Linked DNA regions of Mus musculus: regions 2, 3, 4 and 5 are each linked to region 1. The links are chromatin contacts, called in public ChIA-PET, HiChIP or PLAC-seq and promoter capture Hi-C maps. All regions are on one chromosome and are shown on one strand. Each heading gives the region's core, a stretch centred on a gene start, on an enhancer-like site or on the middle of the called end of the contact. The rest is flanking DNA. Distances are from core to core; before and after follow the strand shown.

Evidence for each region. Promoter capture Hi-C pulls out the DNA fragments that hold promoters and counts their contacts. ChIA-PET counts read pairs in DNA pulled down with a chosen protein or histone mark. HiChIP or PLAC-seq counts read pairs in DNA pulled down with a chosen protein or histone mark.
Region 2: a contact with region 1 is called in an H3K4me3 HiChIP or PLAC-seq map of bone marrow-derived macrophages, with 3 times the contacts expected there. The contact joins the promoter of Hsdl2 here to the promoter of Zkscan16 in region 1. A contact is called at or near these places in 5 of 39 promoter capture datasets (the C10 cell line, hippocampal neurons, liver and 1 more), 3 of 115 datasets of contacts at active chromatin or transcription factors (bone marrow-derived macrophages, large pre-B cells and pro-B cells) and 2 of 9 other capture datasets (liver and macrophages).
Region 3: a contact with region 1 is called in an RNA polymerase II ChIA-PET map of memory CD8 T cells, with 5 times the contacts expected there. The contact joins the promoter of E130308A19Rik here to the promoter of Zkscan16 in region 1. A contact is called at or near these places in 1 of 115 datasets of contacts at active chromatin or transcription factors (memory CD8 T cells) and 1 of 9 other capture datasets (adipose tissue).
Region 4: a promoter capture Hi-C map of pre-B cells shows a contact between it and region 1. The contact joins the promoter of Ptbp3 here to the promoter of Zkscan16 in region 1. A contact is called at or near these places in 3 of 39 promoter capture datasets (the C10 cell line, embryonic stem cells and pre-B cells), 2 of 115 datasets of contacts at active chromatin or transcription factors (large pre-B cells and pro-B cells) and 1 of 9 other capture datasets (pancreatic islet).
Region 5: a contact with region 1 is called in a promoter capture Hi-C map of embryonic stem cells, with 3 times the contacts expected there. The contact joins the promoter of Svep1 here to the promoter of Zkscan16 in region 1. A contact is called at or near these places in 1 of 39 promoter capture datasets (embryonic stem cells) and 2 of 115 datasets of contacts at active chromatin or transcription factors (the NIH/3T3 cell line and embryonic limb bud).

What each region holds. Positions count from the first base shown.
Region 1 is chr4:58,941,158-58,945,249 of GRCm38.p6, forward strand. Zkscan16 (zinc finger with KRAB and SCAN domains 16) reads left to right here and starts at 2,471. Exons shown (of 6, transcript NM_001099323.3): 1 at 2,471-2,501.
Region 2 is chr4:59,580,229-59,583,827 of GRCm38.p6, forward strand. Hsdl2 (hydroxysteroid dehydrogenase like 2) reads left to right here and starts at 1,335. Exons shown (of 11, transcript NM_024255.3): 1 at 1,335-1,547. The coding sequence starts at 1,531.
Region 3 is chr4:59,623,824-59,627,562 of GRCm38.p6, forward strand. It overlaps E130308A19Rik (RIKEN cDNA E130308A19 gene), which reads left to right and starts at 2,388. Exons shown (of 4, transcript NM_001015681.2): 1 at 2,388-2,668.
Region 4 is chr4:59,547,476-59,551,098 of GRCm38.p6, forward strand. It overlaps Ptbp3 (polypyrimidine tract binding protein 3), which reads right to left and starts at 1,889. Exons shown (of 14, transcript NM_178164.3): 1 at 1,673-1,889.
Region 5 is chr4:58,203,876-58,208,021 of GRCm38.p6, forward strand. It overlaps Svep1 (sushi, von Willebrand factor type A, EGF and pentraxin domain containing 1), which reads right to left and starts at 2,721. Exons shown (of 48, transcript NM_022814.2): 1 at 1,968-2,721. The coding sequence starts at 2,501.

The DNA of each region.
Region 1 (4,092 bases), core at 1,221-3,720:
TCAGAGCACCCACCTGTCGGTTTATAGTCATTTTATTAGATGCTTGCCAGACTGGACACCCCTCCTCACCCCCTTACTTGCTCCTATTTTCCTATAAAACCTTGTCCTGCTGAGGGTTCGAGGCTGCTCTGCCTTCCCTGCCCATCCTGCTGTGTCAGGATTAGGTTGGAGGAGAGCCCAAGCCCAAGCTTGTAATAAAGAAACCCTAATACATCAGAAACGGCTCCTTGGTGGTCTTTGGGGTTCACGAACGATTCCTGGAACAACATCTTTTTTTCCTGTAACATAGGTGGGAGGAGTAGGCAGGCCCTTGGCTTTTCAGTTTCAGGTTGATCTAGCTCAATGGTCCTTAACCTTCCTAACATTGCCACCCTTTAGTACAGTTCCTCATGTTGTGCTGACCCACAACCATAAATTCATTTTCATTGCTACTTCATAACTGTAATTTTGCTACTGTTATGAATAATAATATATCTGTGTTTTCTGATGGTTTTAGGCAACCCCTATGAAATGGTTGTTCAACCCTAAAGGGGTCTTGACCCACAGGCTGGGAACCACTGTTCTAGAAGGGCTTTAGAAAACCAGTCAGCCCTTTACAAAGACACACATAAGCATACATATGTACTTCCTTCCCTATCCATGTAGCAGAACAGGTGCTGAGTTATGAGCTGTATAAACAGGAAACTAATGTAAATAACTAATCACAGGGGAATGCCATGCAGCAATGAGATCAGCTAGTTCATAACCATAAGCAACAATTTTGACAGATGTCATAGGCATAATAGTGAATGAAAGAAGCCATCTTTATATAAAGAGTACACACTATCTGTTCTAGTTAGGAGAATTTAAAATTCAGGGTATGGAGATAATAACAATTCCACTTTGTTATAAGTTAAAAACAAGGGCTGGAGAGATGGCTCAGTGGATAAGAGCACTGACTGCTCTTCCAGAGGTCCTGAGTTCAATTCCCAGCAACCACATGGTGGTTCACAACCATCTGCAATGGGATCCAATGCCCTCTTCTGGTGTGTCTGAAGACAGCTACAGTGCACTCATCATATATATATATATATATATATATATATATATATATATATAATAAGTAAGAAAATAAATAAATAAAATCTTTTAAAAATAATAAAAACAAACAAAACAAAACAAAAAAACTTGGGTTGTATGATGGATGGATCCTGCTTTTAAACATTCAAATGAACACCCCACCCTCCATCTGAAGCAAACGCAGAAGCAAACTTCATGCTCTTTGGCAGCTGCAGTACCATTAAACAGCACCCTCGGCCCATTTCTGGACTTTATGAGCTAAGAGCCGTCACCCTAATTTCAAAAATCTAGAAACTGCTCTCAAAGGAGTTACATCAGCAGTATACTTGTAGGACAATCTTCTAGAGTAGATATAGATGCTGATGTGGTCATCTTTACTAAATGTGATCTGCCTCACTTGTGTTAACTTGCTCCTGCCCATCAATGGCTGCTGTATGTCTCCACATTCCAGTACTACTATCATCTCTGGGATACTGGGATGCCACGGCTCTATCTTCCATTATCAGTTAAACCACCTCTAGAATCACTTGGTAGACATGCCTATGGGCATGCCTATGTGGGATTATCTTGATTGCCTGCTGTGGGTGGCACCATTTCCCGGGCAGGAAATCCTAGATTGTATAAGTAGAGAAAGGGACATGAGCACCAGCATGCATCCACAGCTCATTGCTTCATGGTTGTGGATGCCACGTGACCAGCTGCCTCAGGCTCCTGACGCCTTGACTTCCCTGCCATGAGGACCGTACCTTGAGCTGCGAGCTGAAATAAATCCCTTTCCTCCTTGGTTGCCTTTGTCAGGGTATTTTATCACAGTAAAAGAGCAAGTAACTAAGATACTAGCGTTTTGAGCAGTCCTTCCTTGGGAGGGACATAATCTGCCTAGACATGGTATAAGTGATGGACAAGGGGGGAAACGAAGAAGCTATTGCAACAGTGCAGGCAAAGCTTTGTGTAGGGTGCTTGCCCTTGGACCATGGTGGCAGGTGTGGAAGCCAGAGGATGACATTTGTATAGTGTTTTTGCTGTGTTACTTATGGTTTACATTAAAGGCATCCCTAATGTTTCCTCAGTGGATTTTTTGCAACTTTGCATTCTAATGAACAGTGGTGCTGGGAGAAGCTGAGGAAGATTTAAGGTTACTGTGGATGCCGGACTGCTTAGATCTAAAAACCTAAGTGTGTTCTAGGCCTCTAAGCCTCTGGCGCAGCAATAATTTAGCAGCTGAGCCCCCCAGACGCTTTTCTGTGACCATGCGCAACAGGCCAGATAATAGCCTATGGAAAGCACTGGAGTTTCTGAAATCCAGGCCAGCGGACCCCGGGAATCGTAGTTCCTAGCCTTTGCGCAGGCGCAGTGGGTCCCGAAGTCTTGCGCGCGCAGCTGCTGCGGGACAAGGTTCTGAACGCTTATTGCGGTGCAGCTGGCTGCGGATGCTGGTGCAGGTATTGGTGCTTTCCGCCGTTCGGTTCGGGGCTGCGCGGGTTGTGGGCTCCGAGCGCACGCCTTGGGCGGATTGGGACCCAGAGCGTCCCTCGCACCAGGCGCGCTGCGCTGCAGCTGCAGCTGCGGGGGCGTGCACTTCAGCAGCACCGCGCCTTCCCGTCCTTCCATACCACCCTGTGCTCAAGTCTTGAAAACTTCGCCACCATTGGTATTTTGAGCCATATAATTCTTTGGTGTGTCTGCTCGCGTGAATGTATGTGTATGCGTTTGATCCTTTTATTAGATGTTGAACAGCGTCTCTGGCTGTATCAATCAGAAACCTGGATCGTCCTTCCTCCGCGTTCCTAATAAGCTGGAGGTCTCCAGGCTTTGCCAGCTGACACCTGTGGGGTAAATTGCCGCTGACTTTCTCCTACGCGTTGGGAACCAGTACCTGCGTCACATTTTCACAGAGCCTCTGTTGAAGCAGCTGCGCATGTCTCAGTCACTGCGGAGTCCCAGGTACCCAAAGGGGTGCCAGGTGACATGGTGGGCGCCTGATGGTTAGCAAAGAAATAAATGACATCTCGCGTGCTGGGTGTCGGGTCCTGAGGTGGATGGTTAATGCTATGTTAATTGCAATAAGAGGCTAGTATATCCTGCCAAATAGTGGTACATCTCGGGTCCTATTTCTGAGATGTAAGTGATCTCTACAGGCCTGTCCCCACAGTGCCCATTCCCATCTTTATAGATCCCAGTCATTTATGGTATGAATGAATGCAAGCAGCACAGGCTAGGCTGTGTGCAAAAGATCATTTAGAGATCAAAAGGAATTTCACTCGATGGTGGTGGCCTGTCAACAGAGAAGAGTCGGAGCTTTTGTTTTTGATATGGTTCCTGTGAGGTTCCCCCAACCGCTGGTGGGGTGGGGGTGGGGGTGGGGGTTAATGAGGGTTGAAACCACATGCTAGGCAAGTGTTCTATCACTGAGCAGTATCCAGCCCTGGTTTTATTTTGTGTTTATGAGTGTTTTGCCTGCATGTATATCTGCACTGTGCGATTGTCAGAAAAGAGAGTGTTGGATTCCCTGAAACTGGAGTTACAGATGGTTGTGGGCTGCTATATAGGTGACAGGAATAGAATTGATTATGGGTTCCTCTGCTAAAGCCGCAATGCTCTTCACCCCTGAGACCCAGGAGCCCTGTTGGGAAGAATGAGCAAAGGATTGTTAGGAGTAGGAAGGCATCATTCCAAGTGATGAGGGGGCGGGAATCTCGCTGGTGTAAAAGACAGAGAGAGTTTGTGTGTGGTATTTCTGTGTGTGGTTTTTTGTGTGTGGTTTCTGTATGGCTGCAGTGTCGATCTATGAGGTATCCAGGCAAATCTTAAGATTATTCTTTGTGCCCTCTGCTTTGAACTTGGTCTTGGTGGACCCTGTTAAGGGCTTCCAGGCAGGGAAATGACAGGATCGGCTTTTGAGAATTAGGAGAAATCCTTTGGCTACAGCTCAAGAGTGGATTGAAGACAACTAGACTTACAAGAGAAGCTCTAAGGTTCAGAGCACCTGTTGCTCTTCCAGAGGACTCAGATCCAGTTCCGATCTCAGACATG
Region 2 (3,599 bases), core at 85-2,584, 640 kb after region 1:
GTCTTTATTTAAGCTCGAGCTTGGGCCACCAACCTTCCTGACAGAACAGGAAAGAGTGAACCCCCAGGCCTAAGTAAAGGGGGTTTATAAAGAAAAAAACCCGCAAGCGGGTTTTTGTGTTGGCAATATAGGAGAGGGTAAAGGAATGCTGTCCTTTAAACCTGATAACATTTGTTCAGACAGCAGGGCAGAACCGTGTAGCTGAAAAGGTACCTTTCTGACCTGGGAAGAGTAACTTGTGCTATCAGAACCGCTTCTGATATGTTTACAACCGGCCACAGCTGTCTGGGAACGTTTGTCTCTTTTTCATAGTCTAAGAGTGGGCTATTATCATTTCAAGGGTATTGGCTTCGGTTTCCTTCAACAGCAAGGAGCCATCTGCACTGTGAGAAATGTTGGTTGTTAATCAAAAGGGGTCGAGTTTAAGTGACGTGGAGGCTAGGGTATGCTGCTTTTCTTTTGTTCTCAAGGCTGGCATTTGCCTTTCCCCACCCCCCGCGGGGGTGGGGGTATCGTCAGGGAGAGGGAGGGAGTAATAACTGCTCTAGCTGCGCAGGGTCAGGAGAGTGTAGGATTTGATGTGCAGGTTTCTCTTGTCTGAGCACTGGCTGCTCTTCCAAAAGATCCAGCAAGTTTGACAATTAGGAGAGTATATACCTACCTGTCTTAAGTTGTTTTCTGAACTAAGCTTTAGATAACAACCTCGTTAGCATCTTTTTCTCCCGCTACAAAATACAAAACAATTTCATTTCCTGGGTAGCTCAGTTAGGTATAACTCCAAGAACGAAACTGAATCCCAGACTCGACCTCATTCCGGCATTCATTCCAGGACTGAGGATTCCTTCTCCAACCTTGATTTCTGTGGCCCGGATCATACGATGAACGCTTGCGGGAGACCTTTGCAAAGATCTCTTCCAGAAACTCCTGTCTCCAGACACTGGAGGTCAGGCTAAATTTAGATTCAGTGGCAGCGAAAATGAGAGTGACCGGCTTCTGCAAAAAGCATTTTTCAGATGTCTACAAGTGTTCTTCGGAGAGAGCGCCTTGGCTCGGGGACAGACAGGGGAAAACGACGCCCAGCACCCTCAAGTCAGTCCCCGGAGCGCCCCTCAATCCGCCATCTGGCTGGCTGGGAGCCGTCGATGCGCCGAACCTAGGCTGAGGAGGAAAAGCCTACGTAGTAATGATGCTCTAGACACGCCAGTGGCCCACAGGAGAAACTGATTGTCACCTACAGACTCGGGAAAGGGGCGGGGCGGAGGTGTACTCCAAAGCGCCTGCGCAGAGCGTTGGTTTCCTGGGTGTCGTTTGTAGAACTGCGGGAAGAACCGCCCAGTGCCCGGTGTGCGCAGGCGCACACCGTCTTGTAAGCTCTCGGTCTTGTAGGATCTCGGTCTTGTAGGAGGGCCGGTCCCCGAGCGGGTCTCGGGGCGGGGCCCGGGGCGCGGCTAAATGCGGAGAGAAAGTTCGCCTGTCACTCACAGCTCGCTGCTGTTCCACTGCCACCAAGTTCTCTGAACTGCGAAGGTCATGCTGCCCAACACTGGGTAAGAGGACGGGGGTGGGATGGGGTCAGGGGCCAGTCGGCAGGTCGCCGGCGCAACCCAGAGCCGCGCGCTCTGGAACACCGGTTCGCGGAAAGATAGAGTCGCTGGGACCTGCGCATGCACGAGAACCCAAAGTTCTGTACTACTGAGACTCAAAAGTTGTACACTGCAAGGGGCAGTGGTGTCAGATACTCCACGGGGAAAGGTCGCGAGCGTAGGTGTCCCCGACGACCCGTTGTAGCCCCATCTCGCCTTTAGCTTGGCCTGGTGACAATGTTGCTTTCATCTTCTAGGCGAAAGGTCGCTTGAGACAGTGACTTCAGATTTTCTGTTTGTATGCTTGATTGTAGAATAATAGAAGAATGGTGTTTTGAAAATGGTTTTCAAGTTAGTAGCGAGTTAAAATGTTACAATACGAACATTTCTGGTAAGGGGTTTATTTATTTATTTTACTTAAAAATGAAGTATATTTATCCCAGCCTAGCCAGGTGCGGTGGCGCCTGCTTTTAATGCCAGCACTCAGAAGCAGGGTCAGAAGATCTATTGATTCGAGGCTGTTCTGGTCTACATAGTGAGTGTGCTAGGCTCACTCTGTCAGCAAACGCTACAGAGTTAGAACCTTGTCTACACCCCCTCCCCCAAGCCCACTTATATAGAGACACAATTGTGCAGCCAGTCACCAGGACTTTACAAAATCAAAACAAATACCCATTAAACAATGTTCTTCCCGATTCTTCTTGCCCTTGGTTCCTGCTGAACTCAGGTAGGTCCACTATGTTCTATAAAGTTTATCTTAAGCAGAGTGACAAGTTAAGCCCATTCTGTAATTAGTTTGACACATATAGACAGCTAAAAGACTTAAATAGTTCAAAAGGGTATAAGTCTCTTTAAAACTCCAGTTTCTTTCTGTTTGTATTTTTTGTACTTATCAACATATTTTGTATACCTTACAGGGATACCTTCTTTTTAGAAAATAGTAGCAAACTCCATTTTGGGCTTGCTGTTTTTACCTGACATGTCTTGGCACATACTTAGGTTTCCAGTACACACAGCTTGTCTTTGTCCTCTTGTTTTGTTTGTTGTTGTTGTTTTGAGACAAGGTTTGTCTGTGCCCTAGCTATCCTGGAACTCTCTCTGTAGACCAGGCTGGTCTTGAACTCAGGGAGTTCCTCCTGCCTCTGCCTCCCCAGAGTTGAGATTAAAGGCATGAGCCTGTCCTTGTCCTCTTTAATGGTTGCAAACTATTATTGAAGACCATTATGTACTTAACCTGTTTCCAATTGTTGGATATTAAGTCATTTCCAGCTGTTTGTTATCTTTTTCTTGGTGGTGTTTTATTCTATCTTTGCTTCCATTATTATTCTTTTGTTTTATTTTGGTTTGAATTGAATGTAAACGGGGCTGGTGAAATGGCTCAGCGGTTAAGAGCACTGACTGCTCTTCCGAAGGTCCTGAGTTCAAATCCCAGCAACCACATGGTGGCTCACAACCATCCATAGTGAGGTCTGACACTCTCTTCTGGTGCATCTGAAGACAGCTACAGTGTACTAATGAATAGTAATAGATAAATCTTTTTTAAAAACTATTTAAAAAAAGAATTGAGTGTAAACCTGGCTGTCTTTGAACTTGTGATTTGAACCAGGCTGGCCTTGAACTCACAGACATTTGCCTGCTTTTACCTCCTAGGTGCTGGGATTAAAAGTCTGTGCCACCATGCCTGGCTTTACTATCCCTCTATGTGTCTGTTTACACATAGATGAATATACTATCTGGGATAAATTCTTGAAAGTGAAATTGCTAGAACCAAGGGAATATATTTTAAAAATTTTTGATACTACAAGACAGACAGGTATTCACCACCAAAAGAATTGCACCATCAAAAGTGTTATTGAGAGTACTGAGCCCAATCTAGCCAGTCACAGGTTCTGAAGTTTGAAAAACTAAAGACCCTAGAATAGCCTGAAAGGGGGAAAAAGAATGAAGTGAACTGGCTTTTCTGGATATTAAAGTGGTTTATAAAACTAGAGTAATTAAAAATAGTTCTAATACAGA
Region 3 (3,739 bases), core at 1,138-3,637, 680 kb after region 1:
GTAGGCAGGACCTTCCCACATCAATCACTAATTAAGAACATTTCTTACAAGCTTGCCTACAGCCAGGTCTTATGGAAGCATTATCTCAATTGAGGCTACCTCCTCTTAGACAACCCCAGCTTGTGTGAAGTTGACATAAAACTATCCAGCACCATGAGACAGCTAAAGATATCTGTTTTACAATGTTTTCAGTAGCAGTTTCTTTTCATTGCTTGGTTTCTTGTTGCTTGTTTTGCAGATAAGGAATCTACAAGTTCGACAAACTGGTATATAGAATGACCATTTTTAATAGCAAATACATACAGTTAATTGTGGCAAAAGTAGAATATAAAATTTAGTTTCTTAATCACTTTTAGTATATAGTTATGTTAAATATATTAAATCTTTTTATTTTTTAATGTTTTTTTTGAAACAGGGTTTCTCTGTGTAGCCCTGGGTATCCTGGAACTCAGTAGCTAGCCTCTGCCTCTCAAGTGCCCGGGTTAAAAGTGTGTCACCACTGCCTAATTATATTTACAATCTGTCACATTCTCATTTCTCACCTAGGAATGATTGAGATTTCTTATCACAGGAGGGGTAAGACCAAGATGTGGATAGTACCTAAGGCTAATCAGGTTATTTCTAAGTCTGACTTTCTACCATTAGACATGGTTTGGAAAGGGCTCAGTGCTGTGAGGAGAAAAGGGAGCCTGGAAGCAGTGGATGACTCTGAGCTCCAATAACAAACTATGTTCTCAAGATTTCTTAGTTTCTCTAAGCCTCAGTTTCTGAAAACTAAAACTACAACCATCTTATGAACTGCAATATCACTTCTCAGTAGGTACCTGAAAATGTGAGGCTGGAGAGATGGCTCAGTAGTTGCTCTTCCAGAGGACCTGGGTTTGATTCCCAACACCCGGGAGGGAGCTCACACCCATCTGGAATTACAGTTCCAGGACATTTGACACCCTCTACTGGCCTGGGAAGGCACCGAGGGCATCTCTGGCACAGAGATATCCATGCAAGCAGAACAACCCCCACACACATAAAAAAAATTACATTTTGTATCAAATTTTCTATAGAATAGTAATGTTAGTAGCACCAGTTTTGTAGCGTTCCTAGGACTAACTGAATTAACAACTTACTAAGTGCTTGGCACAGACATATCTGGGAGGTGCTATGAAAGGGGTTTTTAAACACACAGCCTTGTCTCAGTGGTGCCATGCTGTGTAGGTAGCTTTTAGTGCCTTGTGTATCAGAGCACCTCTGAGAGTTTTAGCTGTTACAACGGCCCCACTCCTGGGGTGGGATGAATGTGTAGATGCCAAAGTACAGCTCTGAGCTCAGTGAGTCTACTCTTGAGCCAAATACAAATGATGGCCAGCAACATGGATTCAGATTACCCTGGAAGACATGCTCCACTGTGGAAGTAGTTACATTAGCTTTTATTATTATTATTATTATTATTTACAGAAAAAAGGAAGTCATAAAATCAAGGCAATTACCAAATGGCAAGGCCTGCAGGTTGGTGGATTACAGCAAAGTGGGCCAAATTTACAAGTTTCAGGTACTGATGAGATTTGTAGCTTTTGAATCAGTGGAAGCTAGAGGTCAGCTGACAATACATTTCTTCCTTCTTTTTACTATTACTACTACTATTATTATTAGTGGTCGTTTTGCCAGCATGTACGTCTGCACCGCTCTGTCGTACCGCGGGGACTGAACTCCAGACTGTTGTGAGATACTGCCGGGAATCAACTTGGTGTTCTGGAAGAGCAGCCAGTGCTCTTAACCACTTTTTTAGCCACTGCTAAAAAAGACATATTAAAGAGTTTCCTAAGGTCATGAGGGTATTAAGTTTGATGGGTAGGCAATAAATAAATTATTAAGGCGTGTAGAATCTTTAACACCTTGCACTATTCTTTATTTTTTTCCCTGGGAACTCCAGTTTATTAGATGTGTGTGTGGATGCGATGCGGTGGGACATTAGGACACTATGGAGTAAGTACACTGCGGGTCCCAGGCCACCCGGCACAACTCTGTCTGAGGTGTCACACACCTCTAACGCGATCAAGCTCTGCTTACTTCAAGTGTTTAGGCTGAAGTGCGCGGAGGCCAGGACAGCGGACACGCGTGGAAAGTGGCACAGACCGTGCGTGGGTTCTGTACCTGTCGGAGCGACGGGGGCCGAGCTCGGCCGGCTCCGGGCTGCTCGCGTCGCTGACAGGAGCTTGGCCCGCGCCCCCTCAGGGCAGCGAGCGCCGCGGGTCGAGCGCCTTCCGCGGGCGTCGCTACACACTTCCTGTAGGTCCCGCCGCCTGAGGAGCGCTTCCGGTGCCGGCTGAAGCTGGGGTCCGAGCCCCCGCCCCGCCCCTCTCCGGCCCCGCCCCGCGCGGCCCCGCCCCCGCGCTCCAAGCCGGGCGCGCGGAGCCCGGGGCGCACGGAGCGGCGCGCGCCGGTGGCCGAGCCAGGCTGGCGCCTGCGCCCCCCCCTCTCATCGCACCACCGCCGTCACCCGCCGCGCAGCCCGTGGGGCGCCCTTCCCGGTTCACCGACTCCGGCCCCGGGGCCTCCGGCTGTGGTGCTGCCGCCCTCCGTCCCGCCGTCCCTCCCCGTCCAGCTCGGGCCGCCGGGCTCCCGCAGGCCCCACCGCCCGCGTTCCTATGGACAGACGCACAGACACCTGCAGGTGGGTGAGAGCCCGCGCGGGGCTGGGGAGCACGCGGGCGCGGGGCCTCTTTGTGTGTGGGCGGCCGCGCCGTGACCCTCAGAACCTTCCTTTTGTCTGCTCCGGGCCAGCGAGGCGGGAGGGCGCTAGGGGCGGAGGGGTCTGCGGGCGCAGAGCGGGGCGCGCACCGGTTCGCGGCCGGCGGCGTCTTGGCGGGGACTGTCGGTGCGCCGGCGTCCCCCGAGCTGGGCAGGAGGGCGGGACGGAGGAGGAACGGTCTGCCTAGCTAGTTGCAGAGTCTGAGACACCTCGGGGCTCTGCCGGACTAGCTTGGTTGTCCGGAGGTACCGGGAGGTGCGTGTGGGGCGTGTAAAGGAACGTGCGGCGCTTTGCTCCCTTATTTATTGTTTCTAACGGAGGAGGGCTTTCTCCCAAAAGCTCCCCCCAATCTGAGGCTGCGCACAGTGATTTGGGTTTGTTATCAAATAGATCAAGAAACCTAGTGTCCTGGAGAGAGGAGGTTGAGCTGACCAGCAACAAACACATCAGATGAAACAAACAAACAAACAAACAGACAAACAAAAAATGTTTGTGGTTTTCTTACGGCTGACTTTAATTTAAAATGTTAAAGGTCAGGCAGTGACTTAAATGGAGAAAATCGAACATGGCTGATTTTTTTTTTTTTTAATATTTTTAAAGAAATTGTTTTGAAGTTGTGGAGTAAAGTTTTTTCTTGTGGTCCTTAGGATTATCACCGATAGAGTAGTCTACCTACTAAACAGTTAATTGGAGTGTCATGTAGTGACAGCTTTTATGGTAGGGCTTGCATTAGAGAGTAAAACAATGATAGTCTTTCCATGCAGGCTAAAACCTTTGTTTTCCGTTTTAAGATAGGAGATTTTTTTTTTTTTCATAGCATATGAAGAGAACGTGATGTTAGAAGTGATTTTTCCCAGCGGTATTTCCTTATTTTACATGATACATTTATTCCTTACATGCGTACAAACCAAGGGTAGGGTTGTTGTACGTTAGATATAGTGTTTTGAAAGGTGGAAGGTAGTAGCTCTGTTTTTTCTTATTTGATTAGCTGGC
Region 4 (3,623 bases), core at 639-3,138, 610 kb after region 1:
GGTGGTGTGTGTGTGTCTATGTGAAACATTTTAAAACCTGTTACTTTGTAAGCCAACTAAAAAGGTAATTTTTAACAAGATGTAGTAAGTAGCAAATGCTCACTAAAAGCCTATGGATTCTCTGTTCTGGATCAGATAAACCGTAGATGCTGAATAAGGGTGACTATTCCTAGTCACCCTTGCCCCCCACCATTGCGCTGTGGGGGAGGAGCTTGCACTTCACAGTGAAGAAGCGAACAGTCAAGCCCTTTAAATCTCACCACACAAAAAGCTAACTTGTTTCCCCACACCCGAAGTTGAACCTTCTGAAGACGAACACTTCATAGCCCTTCCTGAACTGATATAATGGCACTTATGGCATAAATCACTGAAAGTTATTTCACACGTAAAATGAATCAGAGTCGGGTAATGAGAAGCCAATGCTCAAGGTGAAGCGTTCGCTCGCAAAGTAGCTCCCATTAAATAAAAATACTTTAAAGAGCATCACAACCATAAATCAAAATCTAAAATTGCACTTTGATATCTGCAGCAGTGTGCAATCTGCATTCAAATGAGATAAACCATATATCACAATATTGTGAAATTAAGATAAACGAAACCTAACGAGGGCAAAAATTGTAAAATTCTAGTGTCCTCACTTAAACACGTATGATCAACTACGCGGCAAGTTACTAAATGTATTTTACTTTTCAAACAAGTTATATGCTCCACCATTCCGCAGTTTATAGAATCCTTGTCAACAAAAGTCGGCGGGGGAGGGGGTTAAGGAACAACTCAAACGGCAAAGGTTTAAATAAATAAAAGGTGGAATTTCTAATTGACTTGGAGTTGTTGGTGGTTTTTTTTAATCTTGACTATATGACCCTCAATTCACGCTTTTTATTAAAATACATCAGGTCCTGCCCCATGTTCCAGAGTTCCCAGAGAAATTACGAGCTCGGAAAAGGTGACTGTAAATCTTTTTTTTTTTTTCTTTTTTCTTTTTTTTTTCCCCCTTTTAGTCACAGACCCCATTTAAACCGAGCAGTTGAAAGCGCCCGGAAATCTACACTTACACAATATCTGACATCGCCCGAGGCGAATTCACGAAGTTTCTTGGGGGTGGGGAACGAAGAGGAAGCGTCCCTGGTGATAAAGTGCAGACGCTCGGTATTTAGAAGTGGTTAACGTATCTCACAGCCCAAATCGGGAGACCCCGCCGGTTCCGAGACCCGCACGGGCCCGCAGTTCGAGACCCGGTCGCCGCCCAGACGGCTGTCGCCGCTCGCCCGGGCCCGCCGCCGGGGGAAAGCTCCGCCGCGCGCCCCACCCCACCGGTAAACAGCAACTCCCCGAGCGCCGCGGCCGCCTCAGCCTCCGCCCCCGCCAGCGCCGCGCACCATTTTCTGAGAGGAAGTGTGGGGAGTCCGGCCCGGCACCCCGGCCCTGGCTCGTCTCTGCTTCCCGAAGGCGCCCCGAGGCTGCGAGGGGCGGACGTGACGGGGGCGCCGCGCGCAGGAAGCGGAGACCGCGGCGGACAGACCCCCGCGCTCCCAAGGTCCCTGCCGTCGGGCTTAGCCCCGGGCCGCTCCTCCGCTAGCCGGCGTCGCGCCCTGCTCCCCGGCCTCGGCGGGACGCGTCGCCGAGAGGAAACGAGGCCAGCGCAGCCCCGGAACGGCCACCCGGCACTTACCCATCCATGGCCCAGATGGAGGAGCGCGTTGTGCGGGGATTGACGGGCTCACCGCGGGCGGAGAAAGCGGGCGGCGGCTCCGGGAAACCAGCGAGCGGAGCCGCTCCGCAGCTCCGGCCGGTCAGAGGTGGAAGGAAGAGTGGGAAACAGGGGCGGGGACCGGGCACGCTCTCGCCAGCGCCGCGCCCCCGCCCTCCCGGCCCGCGAGCGCGTTCCCGCCTCGCCTGGCCCCGCCCCCTCGGCGTCGACGCCCTCCCGGGGCTCGGCTGGACTCCAGGGCGCCCTCTTCCCGCCTTCGCCTCTTTGCCCCGCCCCGACACCACCACCCCCGCCCATGCCTCCGCGCGCGTGCGCGCCCCCCGCCCAGCGTCGCGCCTGCGTTCGCGGGAACGCGCGCCTTGTGCTTCCCGCTTCGCGACTCGCCCTCCTACAAGCCCGCGGGCCTTCCGGCTCCCGGGACTCAGGCTTAGGGCCCTGAACGGTGCTGGCTAGAAAAGCCTGGGGACCCCAGGGAACTTTTGAAGCAGAGCAGAGTTACTACTGGCGGGCGACACTGCTGGCAGCACGGCAGGGGACCCGCGCGACGTCCACGGGGCAGGGGTGGACAGTGGTCTTTCCGGACCTGAGAGCAGCGACGGTAGCCTGTCCGCCAGACCCTGACCTCCGAGACCTGCACTGGACGGATAGGTGTGGTTGGGAAAGAAATGAAGTAGATGAGACTGCCCAGGACTGAAGTCCATCTTCACTTTCACACGGTTTTAATCTGAGTGCTTTTCTACCCAACAATCAAATACTAAAAGAAACTTTCATTGCATAGCTATTTAATGGCCATTACAATGCCAGTATTTTATAAGTTTATTTATTCATCCTTCCGCGGGGCGGGGCTGGGGGAGCCTGATTGGAAAGGATTAATGTTTTCCCAGGTACGCGAGAGATCTCCGAAATTTCACAGCCAGAAAATGTTTTGTTTGCACCAAAACCCTTTCCTCTAGTATGAGCAAAACCAAGTTACACGTAAAACGTAAAACAGCTATTTAGTACATATAATGTGTATAACTAGTGAGAACACACGTTCCCCCTCTTTCAAAGCACATCTACTTCTGAACGAACGGAATGCTTTTTCAATTCACAGATCATTGAAATTTGAGCCATTTAAGCCATGTCTTCAAAGTCTGCCCACACCATTTCAAAGGAAGTAACAACTTCAATCTCTTTCCTGATTACCTACTTTAAAATAAGTAGACACTTCTTTAAAAAAAAAAAAAAAAAAAAGTATAACCAGCTTGCAATTCAGGAAGGTCATTTTTAAAGAAATTTCAGTTCCCCTTTTCAAGAAGATGTCAAAAAACATTTTGTATGTTAAATCTAAACATTAAGTTTAGAAACATTTCCACCCTACATTGCCACATGGGATTTTAAAATAGCAACTTGGTATATAGGCACATAACTGTGCCTATAATTCCTACCTGAGTTTAAGGCTACCTTGAGCTACATAGTATGTTTCAGGCCATCCTAGGTCACAGAAAAATAAAGTAATAATAAAATGTCAGAGAAAAGCAGCGGACCAGGTGGTGATAGCACATGACTTTAATCCCAGCACTCACTCAGGAGAAGAAGGGAGAGGAGAGAAGAGGAAGGGAGAGAGAAGAGGAAGGGAGAGAGAAGCAGCCGATGGAGTGTTCTATTGCTGTATTTGAGGTATATTTTATAATAAATTTCCCTGTTTGTTTGTTTGTGTTTGTTTTTAGTTAGTTGCTTGGTTTTTCAAGATAGGGTTGAGATCTCTGTGTAGCCCTGGCTGTCCTGAAACTTACTCTGTAGACCAGGCTGGCCTTGAACTTTGACATATGCCTGCCTACTTTAACTATTTTTAATTACAATATTTTAATTTACTTCATTTTAATACCCCATAGTACTTCATGATTTAATGTGCCATATTTTATTTAAGTTT
Region 5 (4,146 bases), core at 1,471-3,970, 740 kb before region 1:
AAAATTTGATGGATTTGAGCAAATGAAGGTTTAAACTATTCTTTCAATGACACAGTAATAAATAAGCATGGAAAATACAACATGCTGGAAATATATACTTGCTGCATGTGCAAAAAAAGTCACTGGCTTTACTACACGAAAAAGTGTATGCAAATCACTAGGAATAAACAAATATGCCTGTAATGGCAAAAAGGGCAAAAACTATGACCAGGCTAGAAAGAAAAAGAGACAAATACCCAGTTAACACAATAGCTAATTTTACATGTAAGATTATAAAAATTGAGCTTGCTAGAACAATTCCTCTAGTTTGTTACCAAATTAGCAATAATGTGTTTTAAAAGGAGCTGAGGGGGTTTTCAACCCTATGGGGGGAGCAACAGTGTTAACCGGCCAGACCCCCCAGAGCTCCTGGGGACTAGACCACCAACCAAAGAGTACACATGGAGCGACCCATGGCTCCAGCCACATATGTGGCAGAGGATGGCCTTGTTGGACATCAGCATGTTCAAAGCCCTAGTGTAGGGAATGCCAGGGTGGGAATACAAGAGTGGGTAGATGGGTGGGGGAGTACCCTCATAGAGGTAGTAGGAGGGGGGATGGGAGAGGGGTCTGAAGGGGAGACCTGGAAAGGGGAAAACATTCGAAATGTAAATAAAGAAAATATCCAATAAAAAATATCATGTATTCAGATGCACATAACAGGAGAATGTAAATTTATACAACTCTCCAATGGAGGAGGTGGCAATGTGGACCAAGACCTTTCAAATGTTCATGTATTTTACTAAATAAGGAATTTAGAAAGCCCTCCTAAAGAAGCAGTCAAAGAGGGCTTCCTAAACTCCTTATTTAAAAGGCACGAATGTGTGCTCCCCACACAGCAGTTCTCAGCACTCAGTTGTCATGAGGCTGGAGATAGGGCTCAGTGGTTAAGAGCACTGACTTTCTCAGGTATGGCTTGCCTGAAGTCCACTGCCAGCCCACCCCCACCCCGACTTCCGCATGACAGCTCACAACTGCCTGTAACTGCAGTTCCAAGGGGAGCCAATACTGTCATGCCACAGGATACCATGAATTAATGTACATTTGATCATATTCAACAGCTGAAGAATGCAGGCTGCAAAACCGTAGGTTAGCAAGTTTGTTGAAATAACATATGAGTAACATACTGGACAACATTCAACTGTATATCCGCTGGAATTTTAAGGATAAAGAGATTATTCGGATTCCCCATTCTCTTTTGTTTCATTTATTCTACAAACATTGACTTGATGGGTTGCCTTAAATATTTCTCAGTATTCCAAATTATGACCTACTTTGTATTACTTTGTAGTTAGGAAAAAGACTCATTTTTATAAAAGTAATATAAATTACATTACTTCTGTCATATGCTAAGCATTTGTTTAGGAAGACCTGGAACATAAAGTCATGGTGGCCAATGGCTGTCATCCCCGCGCTTGGGAGGTGGAGGCAGGAGGATCATAACTCAGGGACACGCTCTGCTGTGTTGTAAGTCGGAGACCAGTCTTGGAAACACGAGAGAGCCTATCACAAACTAGTAAACAATTAAAGTCTGGAAGCAAAGTTACGAAGTCTATGTCATGAAAAAGAATTAGGACTGTCCTCAGCTCATTACATGTCCCATCTTCACAAATATTTGTTAACCATACCTGTTTCAGCTTGTATAAACAGTTTCCTCACAAACTTAAGTGAGCTTAAAGGTCCCTTCCTACTAGGGTCCCTCAAGGAACCCTTTAAGAAATGTGACACCTCCTTAAGCATTTAAAAACCCATTTCAGTCTGGACCTTCACTAGGGCAGCAGGAGAATGGTCATATTTGTGCTTCTTGGGACGCTGGCTCCCCTTGGACACCTTAAGCCTTGCAGGAGCTGAACCAGGCTAGAGAAGGGGTTGGCAGCGGTGGGCAGGAGGGGCCCCAGGCCGCTGGCCTGGGTGTGTGGGGGTCTTACCGCGGCTTGCTGGAAGGCGCCCTTGGTATAGGTGCCACCACCGCGGTAGGTGATGGCCGGGATCTCGCGGCTGAGTAGCGCGCACTTGTGTTGGTGCGCGCGGCTGGTGGAGATGTAATCCACGCGCGCCACCACGTTGTTCTTGGATGAGAAGGTGACGATGGCCACACGCGTGGCCGTGGACACCACGGGGAAGTCGGACAGCAGCTTGCGCACGAACTTGAGCTCGTTGAGGAAGTTGGTTTGGCCCACGCTGGACGACTCGTCCACCAGGAAGACGAGCTCCAGGCTGCCGCTGAGCTCCCGCAGTCGCCGCACGCGGCTCCGGAACGCGCGGCCCAGGCGCTCCACTTTGCTCCCTGCTGCCTCCTCCTCACTGGACGCGGGAGGTACCGCCAGTCTGCCCAGAGCCCCCGGAGAGGCCTCGGGGAACAGGCGGAAGCTGAAGTTGAGCGAAGGGGCCACGGGCTGGAAGTTGGTCCAGCCTGACACCAGTGCCAGAGCCCAGCAACAAAAGGCCAGGCGCGACCACATCCCGCTGGGGACCGAGCGGTGGCCCCGGGGAGTGCAAGGCGACAGTCCCCGAGCGCGCAGAGAGGCGCCAAGGTTCCCGGACTAAGCGGAGGGGACCCGGGGTAGCAACCGCGAACCTCAGCGTCCTTGCATGTGACACTGGGGACACGATCCAGACTCCTCTGGCAGCTCGGGGACTCGGGAGGGACTGGAGGGATGTGCTCCTCTGACTCTCGGCTATTTGGTTTCTCTCCTCCTCCTTCTCTCTCCCGAAGCCTATAAAATGTTTGAAGGAAGGGGGCAGTGAAGTCAGAGTCGCTTCCCTCCTTCTCTGTCTGTCCTCTCCTTCCTTTTCCCACTCCTCTCCCTATCTCTCCTCTATCTCTCTCCTCCCCCCTCTCTCTTGCCTGGGATCCAGCTAAAGACTCTTGGAGATTCCATGACACCAGAACCCCTCGCCTGTCATGCTGTCAACATTCCCTCACAAGCTCACTGATTGATCCCATATGTCTGGCAAGGAGCTGCGGAGGAATGCGCTGGAGATGGATGTGGATACCGAGAGTGCCACAGTAATTGGAAACACTGGAGAAGAAAACACACACGCGGGGCTGGCAGAGTTGAAAGCATGCTTTGAAAACTGCTTGCTCACCTTTTGGGGTTCATTCCACTCTTGGGGGGTGGGGTGGGGTGGGGATGCGTGTCTAAGCCTCCCAAAGTGGATATTTGCATAACTTTCCTGAAGGGTCTGTCTGGTGAGTGGTGCAGAATCCTGAGAACCTGTTCAGATCTCAGGCTGTTGAAGTGGGTGGGGCCCACCCGTGCGCATCACATACGCAGAGTTATCGTTCACCTTTCCCGCGGTTAATCATTCCTGTATTGTTCATTCTTTCCTCCACGTAGCAGCTTGCGATGCTCTATAGGTAACACGAGCAGGGGAAAACTGACATGGACCTGTCCTCTAGGAACCTGTAGCAGGTAAAAGTGATGTCACCATCAACTTGATATTCATACGTGAAACGAATATGTATGATTACACATGTTTATGTGTATCACATATGTATATATATATATGTATATATGTGTGTATGTATATATACATATATATATGTATACACACACACAAAATTACAACTGACCTTGCTTAAACAGAAGTTTGTCTTGCTTTCAAAGGCAAACTTGACTTTAGCCAAGGCCAGGCAAGCCTTCTATGAGGACAGAAGTTTATGCTAAATTTTGAACTATAAGTAGACACCCTGTGATATTAACACCCTCCTCTTTTTATTTGATGCAACAGATTAGATCGTCCTGGCATATATACCCTTTGGAATACCAGCTGCTACTTGGAGTGATTTTTCCAATTAAGACCTCAAAGCTGTGCACGCTGAAGCACATACTTATTACATGAAAGGCAGAGCCCTTGCCTAAAAGATTCCAGCTAGGAATCAGGAACTCTGCGTAGTTATGTAAACCCCCATCACCTCTGGGCTTTGGTCCAGTGTCTACTTTTATTTTGCCTTGGAATCAAATGACCCCAGAGTTCCGCTGCTCTCCAGCAGTGAGTGGTTTAACTCCAACTCTATTTAATCAACTACCTTCAACATGAGAGGTGTCAGAGCGTGCAGGCCCAAGTGGCAGGGCTCTTGGATCAATTTCCCTGAAATGAAAC